Regions from separate parts of the Triticum aestivum genome. Here all the other regions are linked to region 3. A link is a contact called in public Hi-C data. All regions are on one chromosome and are shown on one strand. The core of a region is the stretch at or near the end of the contact, and the rest is flanking DNA. Distances in the headings are between cores, read along the strand shown.

Region 1 (3,209 bases), core at 186-2,685, 180 kb before region 3:
TCACATCTAGCTGCAATATCTGGAGCAAGGCCTGTCCACTCAGAGCAGAAAATGGTGGCAGGAGCAGGAGCCTACATACAACATATTCTTGTCACCAAACATACATTTTTGCTACTCAAGAACATACATTTTTGCTCAATCCCTATCTGCCAGAGACATAGCCAAGAACTAACCTCACTTGTCACAGAGTAGCCGTCGGAGGACGAGCTCGATCCGTCACTCCAAGATACCATGGAGGCGACCTGGACGGCGGCGATGAGCTGGACGGCGGCGGCGAGCTTGCTGTCGGCGTGGATAAGCTGATGCTGGAGCCGCGGGGGCAAGGGGGCAGATGGGGAACGAGTGGACCAGCAGAGCGGACATGAACTCGATTCCTTCGACAGATTTAATTCAGGTGGGGGTAACTGCGGGTTGAATGAGTGAAACGGCAGGGGGGTTTGTGCAAAACTACGGGCGCTGACCGGCCCGGCCACTTGGCAGCCAATTGGCGAGCTGTGATTGGCCTGGGACTAAAACATCACATTGGTTGCAAGTTGGGGTATGAGTTGGTCTAGTTTTGCAAGTTTGGGACTAGATCATCACATTGAGTGCAAGTTAGGGTACCTGGGGTGCTATTACCTAGTAATAGGTGGTTGGGAGTTGTGCCCAATGGCTGATGCAGCCTTGTGGGGCGCGTCCTTCTCGACCCACTCAAACCATTTTCACATCCTCTCCTAAAACTTTCTCTCGACGCGGTCTTCTTTTGTCTCATTGAAAAACTTCGCGCGAAAGGCTTGGCCGCTGTGACATGGCCGATGTGGGGTGAGTGTGGTAGCGACGGGGAAGATGAGGAAGGAGTGATGCTGGCGAAAGGAAGAGATGGGTGATGAGTGGCACCGCCGAGCAACAGTGGGCCGATTTGTACCCGTAATGGGCGTGTTTGCATGAATCACATAATTTGCTGGACCTGTTTTTCGAATCTCAAATGCCAACCGGACAGTAATTATGGGAATTCGGTACTTATGGAAACTTGCCAGAATTACTCTAATAGCACAAAATTAAATGAAATCAAAACTACACTCCCTCTCGCATCTGCTACAACGGCGTAGATGGAAAATGGAGGACGCTGGCGCGTGGTCCAGGGTTTTGCTCGGCTGTTGCTTTGCGAAATACTTATAAAGATGCTTCGAATTTTGTATGAAAATTGCGTTACGAACGAAATGTGTATTTAAAACAAAAGGTTCGATCGTAGGGAGAATCAAACAAGCGAACGAGCCACGACAGAGATCGGTCGCAGTCGGTGCTGTCGTCGGTGCGCGGTGAACTGCATTTCGACTGGCGCCAGTGCACTGATTTTTCTTCTCTTCAAAATACAGCTTTCGATGTGTCCTCTGCTCCAGTCACGCCGCGCCACGTGCCCCCTCAGCGCTCTATTTATGCCACCCATCGACCGAGCCAGAGAGCCATCCATCTCCATTCCCAACCCCAATCCCAAATCCCAATCCCAGAGATAACGAAGATGAGGAACCAGAAGAGCCGTGTTCAGGAGTGCAAGGTCGAGCACATCGACCTCATCCCGGGCATGCCGGACGACGTCGCCGTCGACTGCCTGGCGCGCGTCCCGCACGCCTCCTTCCGCTCGATGCGGGGCGTGTGCCGCGGCTGGAACAGCGCCGCCACCGCGCCGGACTTCGCGCTGGCGCGCGCCGAGGCCGGCGCCAACGAGGATCTCGTCTACCTGCTGCAGTTCGGGAACCCGGCGGCCGCGGACGCGGACGGGGTCGCGCCGGAGAACGCCCAGGCGTACGGGGTGTCGGTGTACAACGTCACCACCGGGGAGTGGCGCCGCGAGGGCGCCGCGCCGCCCGTGCCGATGTTCGCGCAGTGCGCGGCCGTGGGGAGCCGCCTCGCCGTGCTGGGCGGGTGGGACCCCAAGACCTTCGAGCCCGTGGCGGACGTGCACGTGCTCGACGCGTCCACCGGCGTGTGGCGCCGCGGCGCACCGATGCGGTCGGCGCGGTCCTTCTTCGCCTGCGCCGAGGCGGGCGGCAAGATCTACGTCGCGGGAGGCCACGACAAGCTCAAGAACGCGCTGAAGACGGCGGAGGCGTACGACGCGGGCGCCGACGCCTGGGACCCGCTGCCGGACATGTCGGAGGAGCGCGACGAGTGCGACGGCATGGCCACCGTCGCTGGCGACCGGTTCCTGGCCGTGAGCGGGTACCGCACAGGCCGCCAGGGCGGGTTCGAACGCGACGCCGAGTGGTTCGACCCAGCGTCCCGCGAGTGGCGCCGCCTGGAGCGCGTGCGCGCGCCTCCGTCGGCGGCGCACGTGGTGGTGCGCGGCCGGGTGTGGTGCATCGAGGGCACGGCCGTGATGGAGTACCGCGGGGAGCGGCGCAGCTGGCGCGAGGTCGGGCCGTCCCCGCCGGGGCTCAAGGCCGGCACGGCGCGCGCGGTCGCCGTCGGAGGCGGCGAGCGCGTGGTGGTGACCGGCGCCATCGAGTCCGAGGGAGGAGGCACGGGGCACGCGCTGTGGGTGTTCGACGTCAAGTCCAAGAACTGGACCGTGGTGCGGCCGCCGCCGCAGTTCGCCGGCTTCGTCTTCTCCATTGGATCCGTGCGCGTGTGATGTCTCGGACCGCTCTCCTGCCCAAGGAGACTTCTTGCTAGTCATGTCATGTGTGCGAGAGATGAGCGGAAGGGGGAAGGCACAGAGATGTGAGTAGTCGACGGCATCGAAGGCGAAGAGAGGTAGTGTAGTTAGCTCAGCTGTGTTCATCTGCCTCTGTTGCAGAACTGAATTCCTGCTCGTATGGTTGGACTGATGGATCAGGGGTGTAGTAATCCTTGTTTTCCGAATCTATAGAGGTTGGATTACCTGATTGTTCTTGGCAAGCAACATTTATCCGCCTTCTTCAGTCAAAAATACTACGTCCCCAACATGTAAAAACAGGCGAACACTCTATGGATGCTAGTACATCTCCTCATGAGAGTAACAACCAAATGTGCGCAGTTGAAATGGGCTTTGACAAACACAAGATTAGGCGAAATGAAGGGCTTTGTGCGGATTCTTCAGCGTCATGCCTTGCTTGAGATCATTTCATAAGGGCATCTCCAAGTCGACCCTGCAAGAGCAACTCCAATGCGCCCCACCGAAACAGCAACTCCAATGCGCCGACCGAACGAACACGCGCTTTGTTGGTCTGGGTCGGCCAGACGAACGTTTG
Region 2 (2,918 bases), core at 61-2,560, 200 kb before region 3:
ATAATAATAGAAAAAGAAATGAAAGCCAAAGAAAACTGTTTAAAACCAAGAATGAAATAAAAAGCTAAAGAAAACCAAAGAAAAAGAAATACGAAGAAAGCCAAAGAAAACTAAATAAATCTGAAGAAAACCAACTCAAAACTGTGAAAAAGTCTCTCTCTCTCTCTCTCTCTCTCTCTCTCTCACACACACACACACACACACACACACACACACACACACAGATTACGCATAAAACTTAGGTGAGGTACAATATTGTGCGGGCCCGTCCGTAGGCGATACATATTACGAGTTGCATCGGGCAAGAAATAGCATATGCGGCCGAGGAAGGCCATGCATCGTTCTCTTCAACAAAAAAAGGAAGACCATGCGTTCACACTTAATTAAATCGGGCCAAAAAGGAGGAGGGCCATACATCAAGGTTTTTGGTTTGCAAGATCCCTATTAATGGACACATATGGCACGACTCCACCCGAGTCCTTCATAAAAAATAAAATAGAAAATGACACAAAAGTCAAATAATTCTTATCTTTTATGTTCAAAAACTTGGTACCCTATTCCAAATTTTGTCTTTTTTGCATAAAATACCATCTGCTCCTTTCGTTCCTAAATATAAGTTTTTTAAAGATTTTATTTAGTACGAACTACGTACAGATGCATATAGACGTAATTTAGAGTGTAGATTCACTCATTTTTGTTACGAATGTAGTCACGGGGACTTTGCACATAAGGAACGGAGCTGGTATTTTGAATTTCCAAAAACACTTATATTTATAAATGAAGGGAATATGGTGTATCTACGCGAAGTTTGCACATAAGTAAAACACTCAATCATGTATGCTAATTTTTTGCAGCAAAACGTGTTATTACATTTTTATTTTATTTTATTGTTCATAAGGAATGTGCATGTACCCAGATTTCGAAATTCCATGTCCAACACATTTGCTGATTGCACAGCCGGCTGTCAGGGGACGATTGACAACTGACCCGATCATCTGTGTCACGAACCTAACGGGAAAAAAATGGAGAAGTGATTTGAGCTAGGATCAGCACCAATGTGACACGTAAGTACCTTCTTCCTTTTGAGGTGACATCATGCGATTTATTTATTTTTGGAATTGTATGTGAGTATTTTAGTGATCCAACCTGTTAACGTCTTCCCACGGCGCCCCGCCCGCGGCTCAGCCGGCCGACGTGGCTTTCTTATCCCGGGATGCGGATGCCAAGCCGGACTTTTCCGCACCCTGCGACGTCGCGTACTGTGCGTACGTCGCGCATGGGTGGCGGATGTGGGCCGTTCTGCCCGCCACGTCCCGTCAACTTATCCGACCCTTCCCGCAGCCTCGCGCCACGGCCATTGCTGTTGTACTCGTCCCCGGCCGGCTGACGGAGGCGGCTTCCTCCAGTCCGTTGCTTGCGTGGCGGCTACAGATTCAGAGCCGGTGAGGCGGTGACGGACGCCGAGGCTTTGCTTGGAGGGGAATGCAAGCAAACTCTGCATGTCTACGATGCCTGCAGGCTGCGGCGGCGGCCCGGGGCTGTGCTGCCGTCGTTCCTTCGCCATTGATCCATAGCTGCCTCTCCACAAGTATAACTGACAGCGACCAGTACTCAGCTAGCTTGCAGCCTAAATTTCAATTTATCTATTATTATTTAAATCCATCACTCCCCAAGCAAAGGCAGGGCATGTGCATCGCCTAGGAAAGCTCGTCTTTCCTGCGGAAAAATCGTGCAAGCAGGCTCACGCCACATGACATGTGATTCAAGATTCAGACGTCTATTCTGCTGAAGCACTCCAGTCACCAGTGAGTACTTTTCCTATTGGAAGATGTGGAAGTACTCCTCCACTGCCTTGCCTTCTAGAAGCACGTGGCCATGTCGCAAGCTAAAAGCAGGGAGAGCTTGCTTCAGAAGGATAACACTGTCAGAGGTAATAATTAGTCTAGCGTGATATGAAGCTGGCCCAGAATTAGGATTAACTGCCGATCATGGCGACCGCCTACCGGAAGCGTCTAGTTTATTTATAATGAGAAGAAAGGTGAGCAGCTAAGCTCTCGTGATCCCGATGCGCTTAGGCAAGCCTAACAGTCCATCGTGGCGTCACGGTGGCCTGGCCCCTAGTGGCTGGTGAACTGCATAAACCGGCCGGCCGGTGCAACGCACGTCGCCGCCCGCACGCGTTTTGATCGAGCCATGATGACGGCCGGCACAGCCGCACCACCGCGCAAATAGTTGGAATTGGTTAGAGCAGACCCGCCAGCAGTAGAGTTTTCTGGTTGTCTCGATAGATGCTTCCAGCCACGTCCACGTCCAAGTTGCGTTTGACGTTTCAAATCCGCCGAGAAGTACTACCTCCGTCCTGGTTTATAGGTTTCCTTTGTAGTTTGGCGTCAAATTTTGATTAAAGATTTAACTAACGAAATGTTAATGCATGTCAAGAAAAATTATTTCATTGGATTCGTATTTGAACATAGTTTTTAAAAATATAATGTTTGATAACATGCGTAAACATTTTGTTAGTTTAATCTATGGTCAAAATTTGGCACGGAATACAATGAGGACCAATAAACCCGGACGGAGGTAGTAGTACTTGGACGGGACAAATCTCGTGTGTTGATTTCTTCCAACATGCATACGGGTAGTACATCGAGGCTAGGTGCCACTCGAAACGTATTCGTTTATCTCCGGCTATTGACTTTGACAAGTCAACTCTCCAAATCTTTGCTTACAGACGCATGTGATTGTAATTTTTTGTTGATAGCTTACCAAGCTGACCACTTGGTTGCTTACAGAAGCATGTGAGGTCCAGAAAATCTTGACACTCTTTCTTACATGCGTCGTCTGAAAGTTAAACGCAGGATAAACATCACAAACTGCTCTCACTCCTAAACGGCAGCACACATGCATAGAAAAGCTTC
Region 3 (3,237 bases), core at 627-3,126:
GACGTGCTCGCCACTCGTCGTGTCAGTACCAGCCATGCACGTATATCCAATCCAATAGTGTCGCCTTGTATTGTATACCCTACTCCGTACGTAGCAGGGAGACTTGTAGGATTTCATGGTGATGGTGGCTCGGCATTCGTTAAGTTTACTCGGTTGACACGCGCTTACTCGTGGGCTCAAGGTCTCCGATCGGATGCAGATTTTTCAAATACAAATACGTTTATTGAGTTCACTAACGGTCCGTGAAGTCGGAGCAGAACAACTATTCACTTCGTGCTCAATCAACTCACCATGGAAGAACTGAATCTAGGTGCAGAGATCATAGAGAGACGCCCACGCGTGTGCTAGGTTGCCATGCCAAGGTTAGGATATATGCGTACTACTACTAGCAGTTAACTTCTAGTAGTGGTATATCATTAGGGGTTGAGGTCAACCTGTGTTGGCTGTCAACCTGTCATCGGTTCTTCTGTATTTGCGCCGTACGATTGAGTAAGCCGCGAACGGTTTCTTTTTCAAAAAGAAAATGAACAGGGGACAGTATCTTGAGTTATTTTAGTTCTTGGTGATAGCTGGCTTCGGCCCCGCCTATGTATGGCGTGGGAGTGGGAGGAGAATCCAACTGCCTTTTCTCAACCAAGAAGAAACAAGGGGCACGAGGCACACGCATGTGATGTGCCGCTGCTGCATGGCATGCACACAAAGCATGCTGATGCTGCGTGGACAAGGCAAGCAGCGGTGCCTGTCCGACAACCTACGTTTTGTTCCACCGACTCGGCGCCGCTTCTGTTCTGTGGGGACGAACAAATTCTGTGGGAGCCGGGTTGATCACCAGCCCAGCGAATCACACTCTTTCGCGGCCATGCGCATCATGCATCCCGGCCTCAGATCAGATCGTAAGATGCTTTCCTGGTGCTATAGTATGGTAGGGTTCTTAATACGAGATGATTAGAGCAATAATAGAGCGAACGAATCCTTTGACGGTTTGCAGCCCAACGCTGCACCGCGCCCACCGTACGTTAGGCAATGTTTGCTCCGCTGGACGTCTCTCCGTCGACCAACGAGGCATACCGCTTATTTTATGCGGAAGTAACCTAATCAACAAGATCTGGGAGTGATAATACCACGGCTAATATAATGAGATCAGGCACCAACACAGACAAGACACTCTATTCCAGCTCGCAAGCCCTAGTATTTAACCTTCCTTCTAGAAGCCCGTTGCCCTCGCAGCAGCTCGGAAAGCCCGCTTGCTTGTGGATAACATTTCCAGCGGCACAACGGTAATTTATTACGATCTGACCGATAGGCTTAGATCGATGAACCTGGACAGAATGACGGTGATGGTTTAATTAACCGGTCGGTGGCTTAGTGTATATGCTAACAGTCGCTCTTAACGATCGATCCGCAAGCGCGTATTCTAATGAGATTATTGTCTCCCTTTGATTGATTGACAAGTAGCCTCTCGTAATCTGGTTAGGCAAGTGCAATAATCCATCGTGGACTGAGTTACAGTGACCGTGCGGATCTATGGATGCCACAGACTCGATCGATCGCTACGTGGCCGGATAGAGCACCTCAGCCACACGCGTGTGGCCGTGTGGCTGCAGCTGATAGCGCCACTGTTACGCGTTTTTTCTCCCGTGCCGCTAAGAAATCATCATTTGGATCCATCTCCCGGGTTATGGTACGCGCTCTCCTGAGTTTAGTGTCCATGGCCAATGATGCATCCCAAAACCCTACAGGTAGCGCTGGTGCTCCTGGGATCTTTGGCTCTGTCACATCACTCAGTCCACAGCATGAAATGTCCAGTCCCTTGGAGGATAAGTCTTCTAGAAGCGCGCCTGCCTCTCGCCGATCAATGATCATGCCCTTGGTGCGGCGAAGCGTCAAGTGAGCATGCAGCAGCACCACACCTTTCAGATCTACTAGTACAACTTGAGCTGGACCGGCCCCACTCCGCCCACCAAACTGGGCCCACATGATAAAAGAGTGTGTCCTGTGCGTTCGAACCGATGGATGGCGGTGGATAATTAACGGTGCCATTCACCGGCGGGCTTCCCCCATCCAGCTCGACAGCGAAGGACACGATGGAGACCGGTCTCCCGCCACCTCACCTGAGCACTCGAGCAGATGAGCTGCACGCCTCCTCTCTCGTTTGGCCCCTTCCCTCCGTTCTTATCCTCGTGATTCCACCTCCTCGCTCGCCCATGCGATCTTTTAACCTCCAAAAATTTCATATCCCCCCAATGTCTTTTATACTCCCTTCGTTCACAAGTATAAGATGTTTTGGATAATTCAAAATAGACTACATATAGACGGAAATGGGTGATAAACACACTAAAACATAGAAGTATCTATATACATACATCTGACGGGTGTGGTGAGGTGCTCCTCTCGGTGCTGTGCCCCGGCTTGCAGCGATGGCTTGGGTTGTCGATCCCTCTGATCTGATCTGGGTGGGTTGGTCGAACTCGACCAAAGTTGCGGTCGGCCGTGCGCCTTGCCGGCTGATGCGGCATGGGGTTCTGGTCGGCAGGCTTTAGGCCATGGATGCTGGCAGGCACGCGACGGCGGGCTGGATCAGGGCGGCGTGGGGGCCTGCAGCCGTGAAAATAATGGTGGATGTCCTCGTGCTCTTTTCGCATCATCACGACGTCCTACATGATTTGTCCTCCTTGATTTGGTCACCGACGTGTTCCGGAACTGTTGTCGGAGATGCTACCCAACATATCTGGATTGGGTAGTATCCGGTCGTGCACGCCATATCAGCTTATGAGGTTCCATGACGGCGTGGTGCGAAGCTCTATTGTTTGTTGACATCATAGGACATGTCGGCTTTTCGATTTCTATGGCGTAGACAGCTGTGGAGAAGGTCATGGTGGTTGAGATCGAAGGGTCAGTTAGACGGACGGAGCCTTGGAGGCGATGGAGTCAGCCAGGTGTTTGGTAACTCTCAGGAGCAGCAGTGTCAAGTGGGGGTGGCAACACTGGAGGAATTTATTTTTGGTGGTGCTCCTCGAGTACCGAGCCATGACTTTCAAGGTGAAAACCTAAGGTCTAGCCTTCATTGATTGTGCCTGGCAATTGCCTTGCCGAAGGAATTATTTTGAGAGCTCGGACTTCTTCAGGGTGAAACCTAAGATCTTGGATCGGACAACGATGGTGCTTGTGCACTGCTTTATGTTTTCCGAGTGTTGCACTTGGTGGTGGTTTGTGTGCGGCTACTGAGATAAGTCGATC

The links. Hi-C and Micro-C count contacts between places; a contact is called where the count stands out from the background.
Region 1: a Hi-C map of leaf shows a contact between it and region 3, with 2.9 times the contacts expected there. The contact joins the promoter of LOC123091213 here to the enhancer-like site in region 3. A contact is called at or near these places in 1 of 5 Hi-C or Micro-C datasets (leaf) and 1 of 1 datasets of contacts at active chromatin or transcription factors (leaf).
Region 2: a contact with region 3 is called in a Hi-C map of leaf, with 4 times the contacts expected there. The contact joins two enhancer-like sites. A contact is called at or near these places in 2 of 5 Hi-C or Micro-C datasets (both in leaf).

The regions. Positions count from the first base shown.
Region 1 is chr4B:91,377,294-91,380,502 of IWGSC CS RefSeq v2.1, reverse strand. It overlaps LOC123091213 (F-box/kelch-repeat protein At2g44130), which reads left to right and starts at 1,435. Exons shown (of 1, transcript XM_044512644.1): 1 at 1,435-2,864. The coding sequence starts at 1,499. The coding sequence ends at 2,611. It overlaps LOC123089991, which reads right to left and starts at 233. Exons shown (of 3, transcript XM_044511498.1): 1 at 174-233; 2 at 1-71. The coding sequence starts at 233.
Region 2 is chr4B:91,396,368-91,399,285 of IWGSC CS RefSeq v2.1, reverse strand. No RefSeq gene overlaps it. Among protein-coding and RNA genes, the nearest start is that of LOC123089991, 18 kb to the right of the region's middle. Within about 2 kb of position 1,310, at least 5 of the 8 cell types and tissues checked have an H3K27ac peak or open chromatin away from gene starts, as enhancers often do. A contact at or near this core is called in leaf, where this site is marked.
Region 3 is chr4B:91,197,025-91,200,261 of IWGSC CS RefSeq v2.1, reverse strand. No RefSeq gene overlaps it. Among protein-coding and RNA genes, the nearest start is that of LOC123091212, 63 kb to the left of the region's middle. Within about 2 kb of position 1,876, at least 8 of the 8 cell types and tissues checked have an H3K27ac peak or open chromatin away from gene starts, as enhancers often do. A contact at or near this core is called in leaf, where this site is marked.